Linked DNA regions of Mus musculus: regions 1, 2, 3, 4 and 5 are each linked to region 6. The links are chromatin contacts, called in public HiChIP or PLAC-seq, Micro-C and promoter capture Hi-C maps. All regions are on one chromosome and are shown on one strand. The core of a region is the stretch at or near the end of the contact, and the rest is flanking DNA. Distances in the headings are between cores, read along the strand shown. Region 1 holds the start of BC048602 (cDNA sequence BC048602). Region 2 holds the start of Azin1 (antizyme inhibitor 1). Region 3 overlaps Rrm2b (ribonucleotide reductase M2 B (TP53 inducible)). Region 4 holds the start of Ubr5 (ubiquitin protein ligase E3 component n-recognin 5). Region 5 holds the start of Klf10 (Kruppel-like factor 10). Region 6 holds the start of Pabpc1 (poly(A) binding protein, cytoplasmic 1).

Region 1 (4,415 bases), core at 463-2,962, 1.3 Mb before region 6:
TTCGCAGCCGGGATGCGAAAGGGCGACAGAGTCCTGGATCCTGTAGAAGAAAGCTTGCTGCTGCTCTTAGCAGCGAGATCCCACTTTGGGGTACCTTCGAGTGTTTGGTGTCTTTACATCTCCTCCTTCCCCTCCCAGATTGGAATGTCAGTTCAAAATTGAAAAGTAAAAGTGAAAATTTCAGGTTTGCGGACCTCGCATTTTAAAAGGAAGTGGAAAGGCTGGACTCTCAGTTCTTGGCTACTAATAAAGGTAATAGACTTCATTAAAAATCCTTCAGGCTCTGGAACAAAATGTCTATTAAGATTTGGCATAATTTGTTGAAATAAGGATTTTTACAATACATTTTTTTTGTTTACTGCTGAGAGATCACATGTCAGTAACCTAGGAACCAGGCAAAGTCAATCCAATTTATAAATAAACTTTCAAAACATTTATAACAATACTGTTTATAATAATAGCCTTTATCAGACTATCAAAATTATATGATTGGGGTTTCGTTGAATCATTTGCTAATCTACTGTTAGAGAAATAATGCAAAGATGAAATGAATTATTTAATTTATTGCCATGCTTAAATGCAGGGCCAAATTCTAATGGAGACTAGTGTGTAAACTCTGATCAGAGATTAGAAGAAATCTCCAAATCTGATGTCTTGTGGCCAGTATAGAGCCCCCAGTCCTGTGTAAATCATGGGTCCGCCTCAGTTATATGTGGTCTAGCCTCAGAGGGATAGGTTTCCCATTAAAGCAAACAGAGCCAGAGTTCGGTTTTCAAAGTGATTTGTGTCATTTTGAACAATTATTTGGCAGTGATTATAAATGACAGAATTCATGGGACATGAAGAAACCTGTCATCTGTTAATGTTTACTCTAATGTGTACGTGCATAATTCCCTAGCATAGCTTCCATTTCAAAGAAAATTCCCAGTGGCCCTATTGCAGCATGATTTGGAGATAATGTTGTTCTGGCCAAAATTAACCACGTCAGGACCTCAAAACATTAAACTTAAGATCTGTATGATTAGGGTTTTTTTTTTTTTTTTTTTTTTTTTTTTTTTTTTTTGTGGGTGGGTCAATGGCTATGGTTCAAGCAGATGTTAACGAGTTAGGCATCTTCCCAGGCTCTGCTAAACACAAAGCTTCAACCCGGTATACATGTGTCTGGTAGTGGAAGTCTACTGATCCTGTCCCCCAAACAAGGATAAAGTAAAGCTAGGTTAAATAGGTCTTTCTCTTTGGTAAGGTTAGATTAGGTTAAATAGCTTAGGAAAATTACATTGGAAACTAAATCTATTTAGCAAATGACCTTAAATTTGTGTAGCATTATTTATGAACCTCACCAAGATCCGCAGTGAACTGTCTGAAGCAGATACCTTGTTTGTTTTACTAGCAGCAACATAAGGCTCACTCACAGCTCTAGTTTATATCTGAAGTATAGGACAGCGCCAGGGCACAGCCGCCAGATTTGGTGTCTTAGTTTGAGTTTTATTGCTGTGAAGAGACACCGCGATCACAGCAACTCTTATGAAGAAAAACATTTAATTGGGGCTGGCTTACAGTTTCAGAGGTTCAGTCCATTGTCATCATGTCAGGAAGCATGGCAGCCTGCAGGTAGACATGGTGCTAGAGAGGGGCTGAGAGACAGGAAGAGGCAGTGAGCCACTAGGTCTGACTTCAGCTTCTGAGGCCTCCAAGCCCACCCCTTAGTGAAGCACTTCCTCCAATAGGGCAACACTTACGTCCACAGGGCCACGCCTCCTAACAGTGCCACTTCCTGTGGGCATATGAGAGCCATTTTCATTCAGACCGTCACATAGGGCTAGAAATATATTCTTTTATATATTTACCACTTGAACAGTACATTTTAAGTTGAAGTTTCCCCATCTCATTCTTTTCAAATTAGCCAATAGCCACCTTACTTCGATAAGGATATCATGAAGAAAATGACTGATTAAAATGTTGCAAAGACTCTGATTAAAAAATCGAGTCCACCACCGTCAGAATGTCCTCCACAGTAAGCAAACACCACTCTCCAGAGGCTACTTCTGCTCTTTGTTCTGTTAGTTTCATAAATTTGGAATGCAGCTCTTTGCTTAGCATTTGGATATGTCTCCTTATAGATTCCAATTTCATAAGTGAAGAGAATATATTTATACATCTTTTTAATAGATGTAGCATTATTCCTGTAGGGAATTAATCTTCACTGTGGACTTCCTGAGCTTACTGTCACCTAGGAGACAGACCTCTGGGTATGTCTATGACGGCATTTCTGGAGAAGTTTATCTGAGACTTACAATGACTGAGTGGAGGTGGCTGGGGTTCTAGACTGCGCACAAGGGAAAGGGGAGCGTCAGTATTTCCTGGCCTCCAGACGTGAGGAGTGGCAGCTGTGTGTGCGTGCTGCCAGGACCTCTGTTACAGCTTCCTGGCCCTGATGGACCTTCCTTCTGAACCTGAGAGTCGTTGAGAGGTAATGTATCACACCAGCAAGTGAGGTAATGAACACAGTACCCTACATGCTTGAACTTTAGTGGGTGTGATAAACACATGATAGTAAATGAGATTTATGTCTTCCTCATCTCTTTGCAAATTCTATTCACTCCTCAACGCCTGACTTAAATGCTACATCTTTAAAGTTCTCTAATCTCTCCCACCACTAAATTCTCTAATGCCCTGTGCTCTTCTCCCTAGTGCATTCATTCATCGTGTTCCAGGTGTGTAAGAGGAGTGTGTGCTCGAGCCCCACTCTCCCTAAAGGACGGAAGCTCCGCACAGTCAGCAGTCAGTGTCTTTGTGTGCCTTGAATGGTATCACTAAATGACAGAACCCAACATGTACAATCCAGTATGAATTCATGCAAATCCCTTATAAAGTTAAGTAAAAAACATATTATAAAGTTTAAAAGCAAGTAAAATTTAGATATCCAAAAATAGCTCATTGGAACTAGGGAAACTGCTCAGTGGGTAGCCTGTTTGGCTGCACAGTGTGAGAGATGGAGTTTAGATCTGCAGTACCCATGTAACAAGGCTGGCAGGAGTGGCAGCCCCCTCATAATCCCAGCAGTCCTGGGAAGTGGGGGTAAAGAATGCTGCGGCCAAGCTGGCCAGTGAGACTAAATAAATCTGCAAACTCCAGGTTGAGTGAGAAACCCTGCTATAAATCTCTGGCCTCTACTTGCACATGAACATAAATGTATATGCATTCATATATGCATGTACCAAAATACATGTGGGCATGTTTGAGCGCACACTCACACTTACTTAACTTGCTAAAATTGGTCCTAATAATTTTTCATTTGGTAGTCATTCTACAATGCTTTCTTAGTGTTGCATTTACTGAAATTTTAACATTAATCATATATCTACAGCAACACATGTAGGGATTTTAGTATAATCTTCCATGTCTAATGAAATTTATTTGCCAAGTTGTATACTACTTCTCTACATTATAAGAGCAGAAATGGATGTTAAATAAAAATGTTCCAAATATTTTTCAGAGATGAGATTAATACTTAAGATACCCTTTTTATTAGATCTTTTCTTCATTTACATTTCAAATGCTATCCTGAAAGTTCCCTATACCCTCCCCCTGCCCTGTTCCCCATCCCACCCACTCCAGCTTCCTGGTCCTGGCATTCCCCTGTACGGAGGCATATGATAAGATATCATTTTTAAGCTTCAGAAAGAAATGAACATTTCTGTGGCAAGATTAAAAGAATTAAGTCACAAACATCATTAATGCAAGAATAAAGCAATTTATGTTCTAGCAGGATGGCTCAGTGGGTAGAGATGTGTAGCATCTAGCCTGGTGACCTGACTCTAATTCCTAGTACCTACAAGGTGGGAGGAGAAAATTGTCCTTTGGCCTTCATACATGCACACATGTGTGCACACATGTACTCAAACATATCAAAGATACACCCCAAAATCAATAAATAAACATGATTAAAAATAGAACTTGTCTAAGAATAATTAACATTGAAGTAAATTTTTTAAAGAATAAATTGAGAAAAAAACTTTATTTATTTATTTTCCTTCCAAATCTGCCAACTTCGGTAATGATTTAGACACAGTGGAAAACATTGCTTTCACACTCTTCGCTCACATACGACATACTATTTCATACAACATACTAGCAGAAGTATATACCAGGGATATTTTTATAGTTTTTAAAGCTACTATACAAAGTTATGGGTTTCATCATGGCATTTTCCAACATGAATATCATGGCACTTTGCACATACTCAAAGCTATATTACCCTCTTGTACTAGCTAATTTTATATAACTTGGCACAAGCTAGAAGAAGGTGAAATACACCCTTTCCTCTCCGAGTGTTTTATGGTCATGGTATTTTTATCACAGCAATAGAAATCGTAACTAAGACATTTCTCTTGTTCTTCCCTCTCCCCTCCCCA
Region 2 (4,127 bases), core at 148-2,647, 1.9 Mb after region 6:
AGTTCTCATAGTCCTTTCCTGAGGAAGTTAATCAGCTCTCACCCAGGCTGTGCATATATTAATGGTAAAACACCACAGGACAAGAACAACCTAAGATATCCACCACAAAACTGAGTTCAATCTGTTCAAACATCCTGAGGCTGTAAACAGTGTAAACTGCTTGCTTCGTTCAGCCAGTAACACACGTTCATGATACTTAATACCATAAAACGTTTAAACACTACTAACCGCTGGCAGCCAACAGAGTCCTTGATAAGCCGCATCAACCTACCCTTCGCCCTCTTTCTGCCCCGCGATCACAGCTAGGACCAGAAAACGAAGCCATGGTGACTAATCTCCAGGCTTCAGGAGGTGACTGGGGTAAGTGAAAGCGACTTGGCCCAATCAGGAGAGCCGCAGGGGCGGGTCAGCAGCGCCGAGGTTTCCAGAAAGGGCCAAAGGCCTATTCGCTTGCTACTTGACACCGGGGCTTCCCCGCCGCCGGCCCCGAGTGAGGTCAACTTTCCACCGCCAGAGGGGGAGCGCGCACTCCGCACCCCCTCTCCCGCCCGCAAGAATCCAGCCTCCTCCCAGCTGTCACCAGATGCCGGCTCGAGGCCCGCCCCGCTCCATTCATAACCCGGAGCCCCGGCCGCCGCAGCCCGTCCACTCCGCACCACAACCCCCTGCAGGCACTGAGACAGGGAGAGGGCGATGGGACCCCCAGCCCTCCAGGCTGCCGCCGGACCCCCTCCCCGGAAACAGCAATGCACCACGGGAGTGGGGTGGGGGCCGCATGCCGCCGAGAGGGAACAGCGACCACCGCCAGCCTGCCCCCGAGCGCGGCCCCACGCGCACACGCCCCCTCGCTCAACCGCGGCTGTCGGCTGCCGCCCTGGGTCGCGAGGCGCCGGCCGCCGCCCGGGCCACCGGCAGCCGCCACACACGCCGCCGGCCGCCATGTTCGAGGCCGCCGGCTGCGGGGCACTGCGGGGACACCGAGGGCGGCGTGGCCCAGCCCAGGCGCCGGACCCTCCCGCGCCCCTAAGTCCGGTACTCACGTGAGATAACGGCCCAAAGAGTCGGGTAAAGCGTCTTCTCTTTTTCGGCGGAATTTTTAAAGAGGGATGTGGTTACCTTGAGCAGAAATACCCAAGGCGGCCTGGGCCATAGGCTGCGGGGACGACGTGGGGGAAACGCGCGGCACCGACACCAGCTGAGCAGCAGTGGCGGCGGCAGCCGAACTGGAGAAATGGAGCGGCGCGAGAAAAAGAAGAAAGGCGCGAACTGGGTGGGGAGAGGATTCAGCCTCGTCACTCCGCAGAGCAGCAGAGCGAGAAGGATGAGAAGAGCAGAGCAGGAGACAACCAGAGAGAAAAACGGAAACACCGCGGCGAGAGTTGAGCCAGAGAGTGTGGGAAGGCGGTGCCAGAGACGCCAGTATTTATACTCAGGGGGGCGGGGGCTGCTGACGTCACAGACGGCCGGTCGGCCGCACGACGGGGGTGGGGCCTGTGCCGCCGGGGAATGTGGGAGGGGCGGAAGGGGAAGGACAGCCTTGTGCAGTTAGGGGGCCGAAGGGCGGGACCACCGGGCCTGGCAGGTGCTGGCCCGGCGCTCGCTTCCCGCCCTCGCGCTGCAGCCGCTCCCCAGCGGGCTGCTAGTTTCGTAGGCGGGGCAGAGGGCGCGCGGCCCAGCGGATCGCGGATCGCGCCCTCGCCCTTGCGGCGCCTGCGCGCCACGCTAGCAGCCAACGATCCGCTTTGTGAGCCGGCAGCTAGTCCATGCTGACGGCAGCCTTCGGGACCGTCCTGGGTCCTCGGCTTACCGACTCCAGTATTTTAGGAGAGGAGGGTGTGCGCCATCACGGGGCTTTCTCGGTGCACTAGTTTATGTAACAACTGTATACTATGCCCGGGGACTGTATTCCGAGGGAGAGGTTCCCGCCTCTCCATGGGTTGCGGAGCTCCGTTATGAAAATGAGTTCCCCGTGGCCAGCAAGAACCAGTCCGGTGTGGTTACTGAGGCTTTGATCGTACCAGAATGTTCCTCCGTGTTCGCATGTTGCAATATGGTGCAGTAGATTTTTTTTTTAAATGTGGCTTTTCTTTCTTTGTCTTCATTTTCAAAAAGGGTTGATGCAGTCAGACCCAGCCCTATTAAAGCGGGGCCAGTGTTGCTGAAGTTACATGACTTAAAGGCACATCTCTTTAATCCTCTGCATTTCTCGTTTGAAGTCATTCTTTTTTTTTATTCTTTTGTTTTGTTTCTCCAGAAAGGCTTTCTCTGTGCAACCCAAGCTGTCCTGGAACTCCCTCTATATACCAGGCTAGCCTTGAACTCTGCCTGGTATATAGGTGCTCCTAGGTGCTCCTGCTAAAGGCACGTGCCACCACACCAGGGTTTCTCTCTAATCTTGTTTGTTTTGTTTTGTTTTTCTTCAGTTTTTCGAGACAGGGTTTCTCTGTATAGCCCTGGCTGTCCTGGAACTCACTCTGTAGACCAGACTGGCCTCGAACTCAGAAATCTGCCTGCCTCTGCCTCCCAAGTGCTGGGATTAAAGGCGTGCGCCACTACTGCCCGGCCGTTTTTTCTCTATTCTCTATTATTTAATAAACTTTTATTACTAAAGTAAAATGACGGATGTAGCCTCCCCCCTCCCCTTATATTTAAAATCCTTTTTCTAGCTGGATGAGGTGGTGCATGCCTTTAATCCCAGCATAAGAAGGCAGAAGCTGATGGATCTCTTGAGTTCAAAGTTAGCCTGGTTTCTAGACAGCTTGAGCTACACGTAGTGAAACCCTGTCTGGAAAAAGGAAAAACCAAAGGCCATTTTATCACTAGCAGTCAGTCCTAGCCTGCTAAATCTTTGCAACTCCAGACTCAGCACAATGAAGGGGAGGGACAGGCAGACAGGGCACTTCTCTGTAGCTGAAACTGACCTCCAAATAGCAAGTCTCCTGCCTCAATTTAAGGGGATTGAGATTACAGTCGTGTATTACCCTATTTATGATGCCCCTTCAACGTAAGATCTTTTAAAGTAAGACCCTGAACCCTCTCTCCTTCACATTCTTTCACTCCATTTATCTTGTAATCGGTACAGTAATTAATAAATCACCAAGGCAGAAAGAAAGGAAGAGCTCTTGCAGATTTGGTAAGGCCAGAATGTTTCAGAGGTAGAGAGTATTACAAGTTGGGAACTGTGAGCTCAGTTTCTGGTTTTTGTTTCCCCTATTTTTCTTGACATATCTTAGCTTTCTCTTACCTCCTCCCTCTCCATCCCTCTCTCCCCTCCCCTTTTCCTTTTTTGAGATAGGAAGTTAATATATTGCCCGTGCTGGCCTTGAATTCATGTCAGTCTTGACCTCTAGAGTTCTGGGATGTGAAGTTATGATCCACTGTGCTCAGTCTCTAACACTTTTGTTAAGTTCTGATCCATTTAAACTGCAGCAACTTCCCAAGGAGGCTCTTGCCCACATGAACACACCATTTGACATTTTGTTTGCAGTCTAGCAGGAGAAATGGAATGTTCGTAAAATAACCAAATTGTTGACAGATAACAAGGTAAATGCTGTAAGGAACCAAGTAGAAGGAAGAAATAACTTCATCTGAGAGAAAAGTTCTCAGGAAACAGTTCAGAGTGAATCTAGGGTCTATGTTCCAGGGAAACAGGATTCTGTCAAAGGAAGCAGATGAAAGAAAGGGCAGAAATGGGTGGGCTGGAGAACTGGGAGTGGCTTTCCCGTTCCACTCTAGAGGCATGTTTGCAAAGGAGATTAAATAAAAAGTTCTATTAGGGAGGGATTGATAAGGAATTAGAACTTACCCTTCATTCTAGAAACATTTTAAATAGGGACAATATTGAATATCGTACTGATAATGTCATATACATATGACTAAATACATATGATATGCTGCTAGTTTTTTTGATTCATGGTCTAACTATGTAGCCCAGGCCTCCCAGTCATCCGGACGCTGCCTCCCTATTGCTGGAATTACAGTAGTATTCCACCACACACCGAGAGATGTTTTAAAAGATTATTTAGTGGATTGCAAAGAAGAAGATAGATGGTTTGGCAGAAATAAGCACAATCTTACTAAGAAATTCAGCATGTTGATGCATGCATATAATCCCAGGACTGGGGAAG
Region 3 (4,564 bases), core at 1,704-4,203, 1.3 Mb after region 6:
GGCCAGATGATGCCAATGAAGGTGCAGCCCAGGTACAACAGCAAGTCTAAAATTTTGAAGATGCCAGTACCATGGGGCAGCTACCAAGGACAGCAGGAGCTGTGGAGTGGAGCCAGCCTGAGGCCAGAAGACAGAGTGTGGAAGACAGGAGAGCAGGGAAGTGTAGCCTGAAGTCTCGGGTGGAGTTCAAGATCACTGAGTGAACCTCAGAGGAGCAACACTGAACTTTTTACACTGTTGGACTTTGATTTTGCTTTGATTTGTTTGTGATTGTCCACTTTTCTTCCCTCTTGCAGTTATGAAAGCACCTAGGGTTTTTGTTTTTGTTTTTTGTTTTGTTTTAACAAGAGGCTACTGTTAAGAAACAATTGTTTTAAAAAAAGATTCAAAGTTTTGGAGAGACTTTGGACTTTCAGAGAGATTTTGAATATTTTATAGAAATATGGATATTTTAGAGATTTAGGATATTTTAAAGAAACATTGGATATTTTAAAGTGACTAAACCTTTACAGTGAATGAATTTGTAAAGACTATGGGATTTTTAAAAGCTGGAATGTGGGGCTGGAGATACAGCTCAGAGGTTAAGAGCACTGACTGCTCTTCCAGAGGTCCTGAGTTCAATTCCCAGCAACCACATGGGACTCATACCCATCTATAATGAGATCTGGTGCCCTCTTCTGGTATGCATGCATAATGTAGACAGAAACCTGTATACATAGTAAATAAATAATCTTTAATAACAGCTGGAATGTTTTATATTGTAAAATTATTATTGACATGAAATCTTAGGTAAGAGCAAGAAAGGAAATGGTTATAGTATAATAGTGATGAGTCTGTGTGTCAAGTTGACAAAGGGCCAATTGTGCTAGCTAGTTTTATGTAAACTTAACATGTCCTCCTATACACAGCAGAGTAATCCACGAGCAAGCCTGTGGAGTTTTCTTAATTGATGATTGATGTTGGAAGACCCAGCTCACTAGGGGTGGTATTGCCCCTACACTAGTGGTCTTCTGAACTATTAGAAAACAGGCTTAGCAAAGCTCTGCATCAGTTCCTGCCTCCAGGTTCCTGCCTTGAGTGCCTGCCCTGACTTCCCTGGATGATGATGTACAAGCTGTAATAAACCCTTTCTTCCCTAAGTTGCTTTTGATCATGGTGTTTTATCACATCAATGGAAACCCTATCTAAGACAGGGTGGGGGAACAGTATGTCTAAATTGTTTTTATGTGTATAGATATTTTGTCTGGATGTATGTTTGTGTATTGTGTGCATATTGGGTGCCCCAGAGGCCAAAAGAGAAAAGTTAGATTACCTGAAACTGAAGTTACAGGTCATTTTGAGCCACCATGTGGGTCCTGGGAATCAAACTTATGTCCTCTGGAAGAGTAGCCAGTGCTCTTAACTCCTGAGTCATCTCAGCAGCCCCATGGTGAAATTTTTGAAGGAGCTATCTTTTCTAGTTTATAGTGTATATGGGTACCTTCTTGCCATATGCTCACAGGGTGGAGAGAAAGCTCCCTTCTCACGTCTCTTTTTATAAAGGCATTAATGCCACCCATGAGATCAATATCCTCATTGCCAAACACCTTCACTGCCACACTCTGAACAGTATCACACTGGGAATTAATAACTCAACTTACAAATTTGGGGAAGACAAAACAATGCACAGCTCTTATAGCTATTGTTTTGTCCTATAAAAATCTCTAAGTGTGTTTAACAATAATATGACTAATATTTGAAACTATAACTGTCCTTTGTAAACTCAGCTGGTTTTGTTCTCCTTTTCATTACTCTAACAAAACCTCAGTCTCCTTAACTCTTTTCCTGCTATACTTTTAAGTGTTCACTGAGCACTCAATACATGCCAGTTGCTAAGTTCTGGAGATACAATAGGGTCAGGGGGATTCCTGGCAGTGAATTTAATACTGCAATATGTCTAGTCTTAAATATTAAACTTGCCTCTTTAAACACCGAGCTGAAAAATGCCCCATAACTTTTACTTTATACTGTTATATAATTATGGCTATGTACTCTTTTAGAAACACAGAATTTCTTGTGCTGGTTTTCTCTCATTTGAGCTCATCCTCAATCCCATCATCTACATAGTAACTCCAGACTTGCTGCTGCTACAGTTTCATCATCTACATAGTAACTCCAGACTTGCTGCTGCTACAGTTTCATCATCTACATAGTAACTCCAGACTTGCTGCTGCTACAGTTTCATCATCTACATAGTAACTCCAGACTTGCTGCTGCTACAGTTTCATCATCTACATAGTAACTCCAGACTTGCTGCTGCTACAGTTTCATCATCTACATAGTAACTCCAGACTTGCTGCTGCTACAGTTTCATCATCTACATAGTAACTCCAGACTTGCTGCTGCTACAGTTTCACTTGCTGCTGCTACAGTTTTAGAGCCTTGCTGTTCCCCATAGAACCATGCCTTAAAGTAAAGGCTTGGTTGCTAGTGGTGGCACAATTACTATATAACTTTATTTTCTTAGGTATTTTTGTCATAGTAACAAAAAAGCTGACTACAGGAAATGCCCAACTAGCTTTAAAAAAAATTCTTGTCTTCTGAGTCAGTGCCTAATATTTGGGAATTAAATTCAACCACTGATTTTAAAAATTAGAATATAAAGTTAATTGTTTTTTAACATAATTTGTTTAATATGTGGGACTAAAAATATCTTTGACTTCCTTTCAAACATGTATTTGAAGCTTCCTGTAAAATCCATACCAACTTCTGTGTTTTAATTTTTAATTAGCATTTCTTGGTTACAAGACATTTATTACAGTTTCAAAAAGAAGCAATTAATTTCCAATGAATTTTTCAGAAACCCAAACACACGGGTACCTTTTAAAAACATGACAAACAAAAGATCAACTGTGTGCTCTACGTGTTCTCTGAACCATATCTAACAGAAGTTTTCTAAAAACCACAGACAAATAGGGAAAGTCAGGTGTGCAAACCATACTGAATACTTGTTTCAGTTGGGTGTTTTGGTCTGTATGTCAACTATAATACATAATAATAATTTTGACAATATAACAAAGGTAGACAAATATCCAAAAACAGTGTAAAAGAAATTTCAGACATTGGTATCTTTTAAATTTTTAGGTTAAAAATTCCCCATTCTTTGTATGAACTCATAGTTTACATTTATTTAGTGCTTACCAAGTGTCAAATATGATTGTAACTATTTCATTGATCCTCAAAACAACCCAATGTGTTATATATATTTAGCCTGATTTAGCAGTGAAAATGCAAGGAGAAATGAGGACTACTTCCACAGATAATATGCGGCAGAGCAGGCTTTATACTCAAGCAGCCTGGCCTCAGACCCTGCACTCTTTACAGAGTGTTGTTTCCATAGATAAACATCTATTTATTTATCTATTTATTTATTTATTGTACACATTCATGTGTGTATAAGAGGTGGGGTGAGAGAAAGAGATCATGTGTGTGCCACAACACATGTGTAGAGATCAGAAGAAAATTCAAGAGTGAGTCCACTCCTCCTAATGTAGACTCCACAAATCAAATTCAGGCCATCAGGCTTGTTCAGAAAGTTCTTTTGCCCAATGAGTCATCTCGCTAGCCCACATTTGGTCTTTTGACTGACAGGCATACAGATCCAATGATATTTATTCACATGGATACAGCTCACCAGAGATAGGGATGCTTATTGATTCATATACAGCGTAAGGATGTTATGTCAATATCATGAACAATAAGAAATAATTAAATAATAAAGACAATAACTACCTGTGTATTTAATTAAATTATACAGTAATCATTTGCATGACTAAATTGTTCTTATTAAGCCAGCAAGAATTATGTAACTTGTGTGTTCAACTCCCTTTGAAGGTGGAAACAGTTACATTTCCAGTAAGTGATCAGCAGTTGCCTGCTGGGGCAGTTGCCTCTGGTTTGCTGCAGCTGAAGGCAGAGCTAGATTGTGAACTCAGCCTGGCAGGCTCATAGTTGAATGCCCTGCAGAGATGGTCAAACTGCTTACACAACTGCACCTTTGTCCAGCCAGGTCCGTCTCTCAAGCTAGTGCAGGGTCCTCACAGTTTTCACCCTTTTGGCAGATTTTTGGAGTTCTTGTTTTCTTTTGGAGCCAGGGTTTCTCTGTTTAGCCCTGGCTGTCCCAGAACTCATTCTGTAAACCAGGCTGGCCTCAAACTCAGAGACTCACCTGCCTCTGCCTTCTGAATGCAGGGATTAAAGGTGTGCATCACCACGCCCGGTTCTCACCCTTCATCTTTTTAAAACTACAGCTGCAACTCTGTTCATTCTGCTGGCCACAGTATAAACTGGTGTTAGGCCTGGCGAGATGGATCAGCAGGTAAAGCTGTTTGCTGCCTGATGAGGTCAGTTCAATTGCACAAACACATAAATGAGTGAATATAAAAACAAACAAACAAAAATCCAAAAGTGGTCTCATGTAGTCATAGAGAACCAAGAACCTATTTAAAAATAAAGACTGTGGGCTGCCTGCAGACCCAGCTCAATGGTTCAGAGCATTGGCTGCGGCTGTTCAGTTCTCAGCACT
Region 4 (4,517 bases), core at 462-2,961, 1.5 Mb after region 6:
GGTCTCTTCCTCTCTCCGGGAAGAGCATGACAAACTGGGCGTCACACAACGTAAGTCACCCGGTCACTTAGCAAAAATTACACCTTGAATCTAAACTTGATGGCCTTCCACACGCAAAAGAAATATGGGCCAGCAGCGACGTATGCGGGGAGAAGGAAGCTTAAAACGATCCACTTTCCGACCTGTAAACATTTGGCCCATCATTAGATGTGAGTCCTAGATCTCAAGACATGCTTTAATGGAGGCCTCCCTCAACCTCCGAGTCTGTTTTGCAACAGTACAGGGACTTTTTTTCCTGCTTTATCTTAGGTCCCAGTGAGCATGTGGCCCTGCAACTCAATTCAATATCCTAAAGTGGTAAGACACAGTGGCAGAGCGAAGGGGAAAAAAATCCAAATCAAAACAGCCTTAAGAGATTTTTCAAATATTTTAAATCAAAATTCCTCCTCTGCCCGTAACAAACCCAACCCAGAAATTCACAGCGCGTTAAGCAGCACTGCGAACTGCAAACCGAAGAATTTTCCTTTGACACTCCACTCACGGTTTTCAGCTGTCAAATTACAACTCCAGAAAACACTATCATTAGAATAAAAAAGGAAACAAAAAGGCTCTCACCGCAGGGGCCCAGGAGCAGTTTGGCAGTACCAAGGCGAAGGAAGGAGAGCAAAGGGAATCCAATCCACTTCCCCAACCCCCGCCTGACTTCATTCCCCTCCCGGGGCAGTCAACCTCACTGCAGGGGCTCAAATCTAATAATAATAACAATAATCATGGCGCTCCCTCCCTCCTCCCCCTCCCAACCCGCGGTCTGCCGGGAATCTCTCCCCCACCCCCACCCCGCCTCCCCGGGGAAACCCAGCCCCCGGGACACGACTCGCGGGAGCCCCCGAACCCGCCGCTCCTCTTCCCTCTCTTTTCCACCTCCACCATCCCCCATCCGCATTGTCTGTCTCAATTCAACTTTGACTAATATGGATTCCTCGGGCCTGGGCCGGGAGCCCCCGGCTCCGCCGAGTTCAACGAGGCTCCTCGCGGGAGGGGGAGGGGGCAGCGCGCCGGGCCGTCTACACCGCAGCCGCGTCCACACCGCGCCGGCCCCCGCCCCGCGGCCCGAGGCTCCCAAGTTTGGCCCACACCGGGCCTACAGGGGGCGGTAGGGCCCCCGGCGCGGCCGTGGGGGAGGGGAAAAAGGAGGGAGGTGCCCCTCCCCCGCCCCATTACCTGTCATTGAGCTGGTCCTCGGTGCCCGGCAGCGGGTGGACCACGAAATGGATGGACGTCATGGTACCGCCTGCGCGCCCCGCTCCCGGGAACGAGCCGCTCCCGCTGTCGTCCGGCCCCCCGATCCCCTTCCCGTCCCCGGATCCCACGGCCGCCGCCACCGCCTCCTCCTCCCGGTCCCCAAACGGAGGGCCGCGAGCGCGCAGGGACCGCCGCCTCCCCGCCGAGCGTGTGTCCGCGGCCCGGCGGCCCGGCGCGGCGGGCGGGAGGGCGGATCAACGCGCCGCCCGCTCGGCCGGCCACGGCGCGCACGGACGAGGGCAGCCCGGAGCGCGGCGAGCGGCGGGTGGAGAGGTGCCGGGGCGGACGCGGCGGACGCGGGGAGCGGGGAGGGACAGCAGCCCGCAGCGCGCGTCACTGGCGACGAACCGCCGCCGCCAGCGCCGCCGCCGCCATCTTCACTTCTGCCCCAGTTTCTCCGTCTCGCAGCCTGGGCGCCGATCGGCGGGGGAGGGGCGGAGGGCGGGGCCGCGGGGGCGGGGCTCTGCGCGCGGGGCGGGGCTCCGGGAAACGGGCGGCCGGGCCCCAGCGATTGGGCCGCTTAACGTTGTCGGGCCACGGTGCTGTAAGGTGCTCGCCTATTGGCGCGCTGGGCCGCGAGCCCGGCCCCCCGGGGCGGGGCGGCGTGTTCCAGAGAGCACGTGCTCGGGAAGCCGGGCGAAAGGGCACGCGCGCCGGGTTTCTTTTCCTCCCGGATCCCTAATGGTTGTGCATATGCGAATGGCTTGTTGTTGTTTCTCGTCCTCCAGCCGCATTTATACTTAAGAGAAATGTACCCCGAGGAACCAGAGATGCTCCGCTTCCTACGGCAGGCAGTTACGTAAGAGCCTTATCAAAACCTGATAGTAGGATCTTGGAAGTGACTGTGTAGCAGCTTTCATCAGCACTACCATCGTGCAACGTGGAAATTTCCACTTTTTAGTTATTCGTGTGGTTTTTATATGGGGGTGGTTGTGTGTGTGTATACTTTAATGAAAGATGATATGCATCTGTTGTAGGGAGATTTCTTGTGACCTGGGGTATCAGAACTACAACTTATGAAATTCTTCCTCCTCCGCGTACCCTCACTCCCGAACCGGTACAGTTTCCCTCTTAAAGTTTTCTGTGATCCTTTCGAAATATCGAATTCCGCTGAAAGCATGAAGCCTCTTCTCCAGTCTGTAACAGTCGTTCGTTAAATCGGGTATACAACATTAATGATTGCACAGCAGAGCAGTTTTCTTCTCTTCTTTAGTTTAGGAAGTTCTTTTGAGAATACATGAAAAATTAGATATCAAGATTTACTGGGTACACCATGAGACAGATAAGGAATAATTTTTAGTTGGCCATCAGCTCCAGTTTTCACCTAGATAAACTACAAAGTGTTCAAGGCTGGTCAATGATGCACACCTTTGTCCCAGCACTCAGAAGACAGAGGCAGACAGACATCTTAAGTTGTGGGCCAGCCTGATCTAAGAGTTCCAGGCCAGTTAGAACTACACAGTAAGACCTTGTGTCAGTCAATTAATAGTGAGTTAAGCCACTGAAAGCGCTGCATCCCATGACTACCAACCATCCTGTAATTGCTACTTTGATTTTTTTTTCCCCTCAAGTCCGTGTGATGGACACTGCTGGTTCTAGAGTCAGACAAAGTAGAATTTCAGTCCTGATTCTGCTACTTAACCAAGTGGCCTTAATTATTTACCCAGTTACAGCATTTTGTTATACACTGGGTCTAAATACTGTATGTCAAGCAAAAAGATGTGTCAGGCACACAGCAGTTCATACACATAATGAAAGATTTTTAACATATTGTGTGCACTGCTTTATACTGCCAATGGCTCCAAGTACAGTACACCTCACTCTAAGGCAAAGGATGTCCTGGCTAGCCCGGCAGTGGTGATCCACACCTTTAATCTCAATGCTCCAGGGAGGTAGGCAGAGATCTTTCTGTTCCAAGCCAGCCTGGTCTACACAGTGAGTTCAGGAAAGCTAGGAATACACACAGAGAAACCCTGTCTAGGAGAGGTGGAAAAAAGTCCTTGTTGCATAAGGATTCCAGAGCCCAAACACCTTAGTGCTGAGGCTCAGACAAAAAGCAGTTGTGACTCTGAGTCCGTTCACAATATAATAGCTCCCATCTAGTAGTTAATAATTTAGAAGTATGTAAAACCAATCCAAAAAGATAGGCATGATAAACGCAACGAGAGTGCAGTTAAAAGAGGGAATGGTTCCAGCCAAGAGAACTAAGAAAAGTCATAGGCAGAGAGAGCCTCAAGGATGCTCTGAGCATGTCGGCTTCAGATGCTCTTGACCAGGGCTCACACCGGGCCCCTCCGCTTTGCCATGTTTTTTTCTTCCAAACCTCCCTTCTCCACCTTCCTTTCCATTATGTGTCCAGCCTCATTTATCCACTCCTAGTTTTTTGTACCTAAAGTTCAGACTCTCTCCTCACTCAAAGCATGTAGTAGTAATCATATATTACATGAAGAAATAAGGTTGGGGGGTGGCAGTGTGGTGGTTTGAATAAAAATGCCCCACCCCGGCCAGGCAGTGGTGGCACACACTTTAATCCCAGCACTTGGGAAGCAGAGGCAGGTGAATTTCTGAGTTTGAGGCCAGCATGGTCTACAGAGTGAGTTAAAGGACAGACAGAGCTATCCAGAGAAACCCTTTTTCGGGGGGGGGGGGTACCCCACCCTTTGTCCTCTTCCTCTTCTTTCTCCTCCTCTTCCTCTTTTTCCTCTTCCTCCTCTTCTCCTTCTCTTCCTAATCCTTCTCCTTTGCCTCACCTCTCCTCTTCCTCTTCCTCCCCACCCTCATGTTCCTGAAGATCAGAATATTGAACTCTTGGCTACTTCTACAGCACCATGTCTATATTTGTGCTTCCATGTTCTCTGCCATGATGATAATGGTCTAAACCTCTGAAACTGTAAGCAATCTTCTGACCAAATGCTGTCTTTTATAAGAGTGGCCTTGGTCATGGTGTCTCTTCACAGAAGAAGAACAGAGACAATGACAGAAGTTGGTACCAGCAATGGGGTATTGCCTGACCATGCTGCTTGTTGGTAGAATGTGGACTTTGGAACTTCGGACTAGAAAAATGGTTGGATGTTTTAACAGGGCATAATGGGCCACTCTAGTAGCAACATGAAAGGCAGTGCTGAGGATGACTTGAACTGTGGGGGCCCAGATCAAGAAGTTTTAGAGAGGAATACTATTAGCATGTGGCCTATAGATCATAATTGTGATATTTT
Region 5 (4,589 bases), core at 1,998-4,497, 1.7 Mb after region 6:
ATGCAGTCAGATTTGACCCTTGGGAGGGTTCGAAGTCAGAGGGGCTGTAAGGTGGCGTTAAACACTACAAATACAAACACAAGCAAGGAGAGGAATTAGAGGTCCATTATGTAAACTCTTAAAAAATGCTGTCACTTCTACCCACTGAAAATACTTACAAATGCTGGGACTGTCTGAAGGTCAGGCGTCCCTGGAAGCAAGCTGTCATCCTCGGAGGTATCAGACACTGGTGTGACAGGCCTGTTTTCAAGGTATTTCTTGAAATGAGACTTCCAGTCGCAGCTCATGGACATGAGCGCTTCCACCGCTTCAAAGTCACTCTGCTCAGCTTTGTCCCAGGGATGCATCCCCTCTCTGGGCTTTTCAGAAATTAGTTCCATTTTCCCCTCCTACAAAAACAAAAGTTGAAGCTAATCAGTTATCTGGTTATCCAAACCGCAGGAATGCCCAATGCTTGCTATTTTATTTCAAGGTTAAAGGCCACCTTATTACCAGTAAGGGAATTAAGACGAATGTCTTAAAATGTAATTTGACTTAAACTACTTCCAGGTTAAAGTGGTATCTAGTTACCTAAAGTCTGAAATTGGTAACTTCATCACATACGGTGGAGATTGAGTAAAATAAGTGGACACACACAAATACAGCCAGGCATGGTGGGATACATGTATAATCTCAGGAATGTGGAGGCCAAGAAGTTGGAAGTTGCATCTCAAAATGCAAAACACACAAAGCAACCAAAGAGGAAAAAAATATTTTATTTTGGTCAAGTCTCAATCTCTTAATATCTATGATTTTTATCAGATTTATTAAACACAATGCTTTTCTGTACCATAAGGGACCAGACAGGCATAAAATATGTTCTTGGGATATGCAAAAACAAACAAACAAAAAACCCCGAGTACAAGTTGGTTTTAATTTAATTAAAACATGATTTGATAACCGATCATGCTCTGTGTGCAACACCTTCGACCTAATGTCTCACATTAAAAGTTCCATGACCTGAATTTCAAAAGAATCACCAACCATCTCTACTTTCCTCTTAAAAAGAACTTCCAAATTCTTCTGGTTAAAGTAGAGGTTGCAAAAATTATGAAAAGCCTCATAAAGTGGGGGAGCCTGGAATATAAGGCTCCAGGCCAACTCTGGCTATATAACTAGTTCAGGGCCAGCCTGAACTCATAAAGACAAAGCAAAAACCTAATACATAAATAAAATGGCAATGATAATCTTAACGCTTTTCTAAAAATGCCTATCTTCCTGCTGAGTGTGGGAAAACAAGACACGGTTCTTGAAACATCACTAACAATGTAATTGCATAATCGTTCGCGCCTTTATGTAAGCTGCAATGGATGAAGACTGTAAGTGTAAAAAGCCTATAGTCACCAACTCAAAGAAAGAGGGGTGGGAAAAAAGGCAGCCAGGGGTGAAGAATGTGAGCCGGGAGGGGAAGCCGGGAGGGAGCGAAGAGCTGGTGCGAGGCAGGAAAGGGAAGCCGGGTGGAGGCAGAAGCGAGGCGGGGCGGGGCGGGGCGGGGCGCGGGAGGCCGGCGGGGGAGATCCTCGCTGGCGGGGACCGACCGATGGGGCCGCCCTAACCTCAATGAGGCTGGCGGGTGAGTCACCGGGAACACTGCCCGCCGCGCGCACGTCCCCGCGCCCCGCCCCTGCCATTGGCCGGCCGGCCCGCGGCCCGCGTCCGGATTGGCTGGGCGGGCAGGGTGGGGGCGCGAGGAGGAGGGGGCGAGGCATGTGAACAAAGCGTGATCAGCGACTGCTCCGGGCGGCGCAGGAAACGTGAACTGGGAATTGCCGCGCCGTCACCTTTCCCCTACTTCCTGAGCACGGGCCCCCGCCCCCGCTCGGCCGGGGAGGGGCCGCGGGCGCCGCCGCCAACCGCTCGCCAGTGCGCGCCGGGCGGCGCGAGGGCTGGGCGGTGTCGGCTCCCGAGTCGCCCGCCCCTTCCACCTCCTCCGAGCCGCGGTTCCCTTAGGAACCGACAGCAGGGCCGGGCCTCGTTCCCGCCCCTGGCGGAGGCCGGGGCTGGGTCACTCGGGGACGAGAAGCTCCCCGGGTGCACCCGTTCGCCGCCCATCCCTGGCCTCCGCCTCGGCTGCGGGAGGTGGGGCCGGGTCCCCGCGGAAGCCCGACCGCCGCCCTCCTCCTGCTCGCCGCCTCCGGGGAGCGGCCGGAGCCTGGGGCACTCCGCCCACTCGGCCCGCGGGACCTCAGCCTACCCGCATCTGCAGCATTCGTCCGACTGCTGTTTCCGGCAGCCTGAGCCCCCGCAAGCAGTCTCTGCAGGCTCCCAGACGTGCGGCGCCCACAGCACGGGCTCCAGGCGCGCGGCCCCACGGTTCCCGCCTCGACACGCGGCCCCCGCGTCTCGCGGTCCCGACTCCCCCGCCAAGCTGTCGGGCTCCAAGGCAGGACCCTGCCCCCTGCCAAGAGTAATCTATAGGCAGCCACCTGCCTCCGCCTCGGATGGGGAGTCCCCTCCCGACGTCTGCGGGGGCGCCGCGGCTCCCCTGGCGGCCGCAGAGTCCGCGTGCCTTCCATACCCCGCGCGAAGCCGGCCATCCCCTCCCCCAGCCCCGGGCTAGCCCAGCCCCGCGGTCTCCACCTGGCAGGGTTTCCCCCTCCCCCGAAGAGCAGGCGCCCTCCTCTCGGCTAGGCAGACCGTGAGTAGTCCTTGTCACCCCGGGTCGCATTCCTGGTGCAGACAGGGGCATCTCCCGCCAGAGCCAGGTGCAGGGCGCCCCCTCCATCTAAACCGCGCTTCCAGGGAGACAGCCCCTCCAGCTCACTCGTCTCCTGGGGTCTCCCTGAGAGTCCTCCTTGTCTCCTGGATACCCAGGATCGCTCTCCCCTGGTCCAGGTCCCAGGCTTCTTCCGACCCTTTTTTTTTTTTTTTTTTTTTTTTTTTTTTTTTGCACATGCCCTCGATGATATTCCAGCCTGCAGGGAGGAAATCCCTTGCAAGACCCCGCTGCAGCCTGGGTTCTCAGGCGTGGCTTATTTAGGGGCTCATGCTTCGCGCTCCGGCTGGCTCCCCTACACTGACCGGCAGGAAAGGACCAGCATCCTCAGGTAACTTACCGAAGCTTGCTGGAGAGAAGCGCCGAAGTTGAGCATGGTTGGCTGCCTGGCCGCAGGTCGCGAGCTGCCTGGCTGCTGGCTGCTTAGTTAGCCACAGACGGGAGCACTGAGACACTAGACGTCGACGCCACCGCGCTCCGCGCTGTCTGCCCCCCTCCCCGTGCAGGTAGCCGCTCTGCCTGCCCCGCGCCGCGGGCGGGGTAGAGGGCGGGGCCTAGTGTCGACCAATCAGCGGCAAAGGTGTGTGAGGCCTCAGCCAATGAGCTGGCAGAGCCACGCGTGATCAGCGGCTGCCCGGCTGCAAGAGGCTCTGTCAGTGGAGCGTGTACACAACCCGAGGCACCGTGTTCCCTCGGTCCAGCCCCGGGGAACTCCGGGGACCACCTGACTCCGTGACGCCCCTCGCCCAACCCTAGCCTTCAGTCCTCCGCCCATGCCCGGGGGCGGCGCCGGCGGCGGGGCATAGCTGGGAGGCGCGGTGGCGGCGACTAGGCTTTGCGGAGAGCCGGCCCCACGTGGGGGGTGGGAAGGGAAGCCCGCTCCGCCCAGTCCCCTTCGCGCCCACAGCGTCTGGGCCCGCCAGGGAGTGGGCGGGACCCCGAGCAGGAGGCGGAGGCGGAGGCTGCGAGCGCGGCTCCGAGCCACCAGACGTTCTTTGGCAGCGTGGTTCTCGTGGGTCTTGCGTGGAAGCAAGGGATGGATGAACCACTGAGCGGCATTTCTGAGCATTTGCCGGGTTTTGTCACTCTAAGCCGGAGGACTGGGGAGAACCAGGGCGAGATGGTGGCGGCGGGAGCCCTGTCACGGAACAGACACCTGCTCGCACTCACCGCCCACGCCCAAGGCGGCAGGCGCTGGCTCGTCCTCCCATCTGCAGCACAGGCACTAGCAGCAGGGCCCGCCTCTGCGCGTCCCTCCCGTCCTTCTGGGCGGTTGGAGTGGGGACTAAGGGAAGCCGGTACCAAAGAGCTAGTGGCGTGGCAGGGAGCCCCAGACCCGACGCTCGGTGGCAGAATCGAGTTTGAGTTTGATGTAGTTGAAGTTTAAAATACAATGTTCGAGCTATTTCCAAGGTGGACTCCACTTCCCCCACCCGCGGGACCACAGTCTTCGCCGACGCCCTACCAAGAAACCGCTTGAGGGGATGGGGTGAGGAAAGCATGCTTGCAGGTGGGATTCCTGACCCGGTCAAACATCGAGTTCCTGTCCCTGCCCCCTCCACCGCTCCAGGGATTGAGGGCAAGCTGAGCTTCTTAGGGAAGCCAGCTTGTGGGTGCAGCAGCCCGGCTGAGGCTGTAGCCTCCTAGTCTGAGAGCTCTTGGCTCCTCGTTGGCGCCCTATTGCCCCGCCCCCTCGCCCGTTTGTGCGGGTTCACGGCAGCTGTTGGAGCCGGAGGGAGTGATAACGGGGCTTAAAGCAAACTAGAGATTTTTATCTTCTCCCTGGGACAGGCAGATCATGAGACAAAAGTCACTGCCCTCCTGTGGGCTTTTT
Region 6 (4,144 bases), core at 1,484-3,983:
GGATCTCTATGCAGCCCAGGCTGGCCTGGAGTCCAGCCACCTCTGCCATGTACCCATTACCTGTCTTAAATGAAAAAAAAATACTATCATTAAGTAAAGAGATGAGACCTTCAAGGGGGAAACAGTCCACTTGAACACCTGAAGCAAATTTCAAATCTCATAATAATTGTAGTTATTGACAGAACAAGTTTTTCAGCCACCTTTTCTCTTTTTCTTTCTTTTTCTTTCAGATAAGGTCTCACTGTGTATCTTTGGCTTTCCTGAACTCATGTAGCCCAGGCTAGCCAAGAACTCAACAGACAAACACATGTGCTGGGTTTAAGTGCAGAAAGCACCACAGTCCCCCCAACCACTTTTCTGTAAATGAAATTTCTAGCTCCTAGAGCACAGTAATCAGCAGCCAGCTCATTATCAATTGGCCACACCTCCTAAGCACCCCTGGTCCTGCTGACTTTGCTTGAGCTTGGGGTTTTTTTTAATGAGTCACATCTCCCTACAAAACTGAAAACTGGTCACTAGCAGAACCCTAGTCCATTACTGCAATCGGTAAGGAAATACTGTAAAAAGGAAAAAGCTGGTTTAAAAAAAATTGGTAAGATGGAACATTGAACATACAGCCACAAAATAAATGGAAGAAAGAAGAGGCAAGATTCTGAGCAGTTGGAATATTGGTCCACTGACACAAATGTATAAAGTTAACTATAACCATGGCAATTTGAGGTTCGGCTTTTCAAATCCCAGGACCTTTAAAACCTGGGCATGTCTGGATTTAAAAAAGAAAAGAAAACCACTAAGTTTCAAGTCTTTCAAGTTTTGTTTTCATAGAAGTTCTGGTTACTCTATCCCAAGCTACCTTCCTGTACCTTACATTCTGTCACCTGCCAGAGTTGAAAGCTGTAATGAAGTGACACTAAAAGTGCCCCTTAGAGAGCAAGGGGCAGGCCACCTGCTGTGCCCTTCTACAACTTCTGGCTTACCAGAGCATCACTTAAGATGCTGCTTACCCCAAATCTCACCTTTAATCTAGTGACCACTCTTTAATTCCAGTCTTCCTTACTAAAATAAAACCCAGAGCTGACTTCTAAATCAGAGTCATCTAGATTTAAAAACCCAACGATATCAGGCCATAGATCTTATCTGATTCTTAGATTTCTGTTTCAGTGAATTGTCAAACTTAAAACAAACTCAATGTGTTACTTCTTAATTATTGCCCAAGATTCATGGATATTCCAAACCACTTTACGAAAGAAAAATCAAAGAAGCTTTCATTAGTTGGATGCTATTAACTCAGCATAATTTGATCCAGGTTACCCTAATATTTAGGACCAAAACTGGTCAACATGTTTAAAATTCATAACCACAGGTGCTATTTTAGAAAAAATATACATATGTATACATTAAATAACGACTTCTATTAAACTTAAGATCTAATTTGTTTGAAAATGAGCCAAGGAGTCTGGTGCCCTAGAGTCTTCCACATCCCCTCCTCCACGGCATGGTTAAAGAATACTTCATCTAGGGAAAACCCCAAGCAATTATATATGGTATAAGGTGCCTTTCCTGGTCCACAGGTCAGAGATGTGCTATTAGGAACGAGCTTACGACCCTAAGGACCACCACCACCAGGCATCACCCTATTTAACTTTCTTCTAAAGCCTAGGGCTCCTCCCAGCGATTGAGCCACCGGCAGGAACAGGCCTCGGGCCTGTGAGGTTACAGGGTTCAACACGTGGTATTTCCCAACACTGAATCGTACTTCCTCCCCGGCCTGACTGCCGGGCCAGGGCAGGGGATGGAGGGGTACCTCCACCCGCCGCTCCAGGAGGGTACTCGAAACCCCCGAATCCCACAGCTTGTGGCGGGAGCGCGGTGAAGGCTATCTCAACCACCCTCCGGGCGCGTCATCGCCCTAAAGTTTGAGAGCGACCGATGGCGAGAAAATGGTCGCAGAGGAGGAAGTGCCGGCCCGCGAGGGGCTGCGGCGCCGTGCCCTCCCGCCCCCTCGCCCGCCCCGCTAGGCCCGCCGCCCCGGCCGCATGGCCGCCCGCCCGCCACCCTCCGGCCTGCCGCTCACCGTCCGCCGGCTGCTGGAAGTTCACGTACGCGTAGCCCAAGGAGCGGCGGGTGATCATGTCCCTGCAGACCCGGATGGAGAGGATGGGCCCGGCCGGGCTGAACTTCTCGTAGAGCATCGCCTCGGTCACGTCGGGGTGCAGGTCCCCCACGTACAGAGAGGCCATGGGGTAGCTGGGGGCGCTGGGGTTCATCTCGGCACGGCTGCCCGCGGGGCCGCAGGCCGCGACCTTTCCCGTGAGAGGAGGAGAGCGAGTGCGGGGCCGGGGGACGGAGCCGGGGGGAGGGGAGCGGGGGCGAGCGCAGAGGGACAAAATTCAACCGGAATCGACGCGTACTCAACGGCCGTGGAACCGGGGGAGCGAGGCTGGCGGTGCTGGGTCCGGGCGGCAGGAAGGCCTCGGTCTCTGGGTTCCTGCTTGGAGCTGCGGGGCCGCGGGCGGGCGGGTCGGTCTCGGCTGCTTCACCGGGTTATTTTATAAAAGAGGAAGAAAAAAAATAAAAGTCTCCGGCGGGGGAGACGCGGATTTTTTTGTAAATTTTTTTTGGGTTTTTTCAAAGGATTTTTTAGATTTTTTTTGGATTTTTTAATAATAAATGTGTGTTCCGAGCCCGGAGCACACACTCCGCACTCTCAGCACTAACCGCCGGGGAGAAGGGGAAGCACCGCCTCCTGCACCCTCTACTTATACCCCCCGCCGCACTCGCCCCGCCCACGCGCGTCTGACGCCAGGGCCCTACGCGAGCGACGGCGCCGGAGGAGGCGGAGGAAAGCGCAGAGGAAGGGAGAGGTGGCGGCGGCTGCCGCTGCTGCGGGCGTGGGGGTTGGGCCCGAGGCGGGGCGGGGCTTCTGCGCAGGCGCCACAGCCAGGGGCCGACTTCCCGCTGCGCAAAGCCAGGAAAGGGCGGGACGGCCAGTGGGCGGCCTCGGCGCGGCCGCTGGTCACGCCCCTTGCGCACACGCCCCGCCCCCGCCCGAAAGAGCGTTAACCCGTCAGCGCAGCGGGTGGGCAGCGCGCGGGGCTTCCGGGTTTCTGGGCGCCAACCGCCCCCCACGTGCGCGTCTAGTGGCGGCCTCTTCCCTCCGCCCCGGCTGAGGTTCTGCTTCGCTAGCCCCCCACCCCCGAGCGGCGCTGGAAACGGGTGGGCGGGCGTGAGCCTTGCCGGCCGGGTTTCCTAGGTGTGCGCGGAAGGAGGCAGGGTAACTGCCTCGTTCTCCTACCCGGACCGCACTACGAGTCCCAGCGGGCAGCGCCGCCACGCGCGTGGGCCGCGGAAGCGGTGCCTGCCGGGAGCTGGAGTTCTCAACGGCCGCGGGCTGGCTGACCTCAACCGGACCCCAACCGTCCCGGGCGTGACCCAGCACGGGTCCGCGGCCCCGACGAGGGGGAGGGGAGGGGATGGGATAAAGGCAGTTGGGAGTCTGGCGCTTAAGATGTTCTGTTGGAATCACTTAGCCACTTCCTACATTTTTTACAGTGGTAAAAAGGACTCGAAAAAAAAATTTTTTTTCCTTTAAAGTATGCGTTTCTCATAATTACTCGGTATCTGTCACTCTTACCCAAACAAACCTGGATAGCCTGCTTAACTAGGCGTGGTTGGCCACGCTTTTAACCCACTTCACCAGGCGTGGTGCCCACGCCTTTAACCCAGCTTTGGAAAGGCAGGAGGGGTTTGCAGATCTCTGAGGTCAGGGCCACCCTAATCTAGCTCTTGGATGCCAGGGTTTGGGGATTAATATAAATGATTGATAGGCACAAATATATCAACTCGTAGAAATGACATTACATCAACCCAAAAACTCCACTTTAGTAGGTTTTACAGTTTTTGAAGTCCTCTATAAACATCCTTTGACAATGATGTGTGGGAAGTGAAGCAAATAGTACTATTTTTACCGTTAATGGTGTCAGAAGTTAAATGACTGCTCAGCTCTTCAATGATCGTTAGCCTAGCCTATTGCCTAGTGTAAATTAGTTATAACTCTTCTCAGTTAGAATTTAAGTCCGGAGACTCTTACACAGATGCTGTCCCCTCTCCCCCATCTTCACCTCCCCACCCATATTGATGGAAG

Evidence for each region. Promoter capture Hi-C pulls out the DNA fragments that hold promoters and counts their contacts. Hi-C and Micro-C count contacts between places; a contact is called where the count stands out from the background. HiChIP or PLAC-seq counts read pairs in DNA pulled down with a chosen protein or histone mark.
Region 1: a promoter capture Hi-C map of hippocampal neurons shows a contact between it and region 6, with 7 times the contacts expected there. The contact joins the promoter of BC048602 here to the promoter of Pabpc1 in region 6. A contact is called at or near these places in 2 of 39 promoter capture datasets (hippocampal neurons and liver).
Region 2: a promoter capture Hi-C map of pre-B cells shows a contact between it and region 6, with 6 times the contacts expected there. The contact joins the promoter of Azin1 here to the promoter of Pabpc1 in region 6. A contact is called at or near these places in 3 of 39 promoter capture datasets (embryonic stem cells, liver and pre-B cells), 3 of 484 Hi-C or Micro-C datasets (all in embryonic stem cells), 3 of 115 datasets of contacts at active chromatin or transcription factors (astrocytes, embryonic forebrain and extraembryonic endoderm stem cells) and 2 of 9 other capture datasets (adipose tissue and liver).
Region 3: a contact with region 6 is called in an H3K4me3 HiChIP or PLAC-seq map of pro-B cells, with 4 times the contacts expected there. The contact joins the enhancer-like site here to the promoter of Pabpc1 in region 6. A contact is called at or near these places in 4 of 39 promoter capture datasets (the 3T3-L1 cell line, hippocampal neurons, liver and 1 more), 1 of 115 datasets of contacts at active chromatin or transcription factors (pro-B cells) and 2 of 9 other capture datasets (adipose tissue and liver).
Region 4: a promoter capture Hi-C map of pre-B cells shows a contact between it and region 6. The contact joins the promoter of Ubr5 here to the promoter of Pabpc1 in region 6. A contact is called at or near these places in 4 of 39 promoter capture datasets (hippocampal neurons, liver and pre-B cells), 1 of 484 Hi-C or Micro-C datasets (muscle stem cells), 3 of 115 datasets of contacts at active chromatin or transcription factors (astrocytes, embryonic stem cells and extraembryonic endoderm stem cells) and 2 of 9 other capture datasets (adipose tissue and liver).
Region 5: a Micro-C map of embryonic stem cells shows a contact between it and region 6, with 11 times the contacts expected there. The contact joins the promoter of Klf10 here to the promoter of Pabpc1 in region 6. A contact is called at or near these places in 2 of 39 promoter capture datasets (liver and pre-B cells), 1 of 484 Hi-C or Micro-C datasets (embryonic stem cells) and 2 of 9 other capture datasets (adipose tissue and liver).

The regions. Positions count from the first base shown.
Region 1 is chr15:35,326,823-35,331,237 of GRCm38.p6, forward strand. BC048602 (cDNA sequence BC048602) reads right to left here and starts at 1,713. Exons shown (of 3, transcript NR_045280.1): 1 at 1,558-1,713. It overlaps Gm33584 (a long non-coding RNA gene), which reads left to right and starts at 2,168. Exons shown (of 3, transcript XR_383923.3): 1 at 2,168-2,470; 2 at 2,692-2,781.
Region 2 is chr15:38,517,869-38,521,995 of GRCm38.p6, forward strand. It overlaps Azin1 (antizyme inhibitor 1), which reads right to left and starts at 1,398. Exons shown (of 12, transcript NM_018745.5): 1 at 1,041-1,398.
Region 3 is chr15:37,948,553-37,953,116 of GRCm38.p6, forward strand. All of the region lies in intron 2 of Rrm2b (ribonucleotide reductase M2 B (TP53 inducible)), which reads right to left. Among named protein-coding and RNA genes, the nearest start is that of Rrm2b, 10 kb to the right of the region's middle. Within about 2 kb of position 2,954, at least 7 of the 459 cell types and tissues checked have an H3K27ac peak or open chromatin away from gene starts, as enhancers often do. A contact at or near this core is called in pre-B cells and pro-B cells, where this site is marked.
Region 4 is chr15:38,077,143-38,081,659 of GRCm38.p6, forward strand. Ubr5 (ubiquitin protein ligase E3 component n-recognin 5) reads right to left here and starts at 1,712. Exons shown (of 59, transcript NM_001112721.2): 1 at 1,222-1,712. The coding sequence starts at 1,283.
Region 5 is chr15:38,297,464-38,302,052 of GRCm38.p6, forward strand. Klf10 (Kruppel-like factor 10) reads right to left here and starts at 3,248. Exons shown (of 4, transcript NM_013692.3): 1 at 3,096-3,248; 2 at 159-389; 3 at 1-64. The coding sequence starts at 3,131. Gm35248 (a long non-coding RNA gene) reads left to right here and starts at 1,284. Exons shown (of 3, transcript XR_001781645.2): 1 at 1,284-1,358.
Region 6 is chr15:36,606,240-36,610,383 of GRCm38.p6, forward strand. Pabpc1 (poly(A) binding protein, cytoplasmic 1) reads right to left here and starts at 2,734. Exons shown (of 15, transcript NM_008774.3): 1 at 2,075-2,734. The coding sequence starts at 2,267.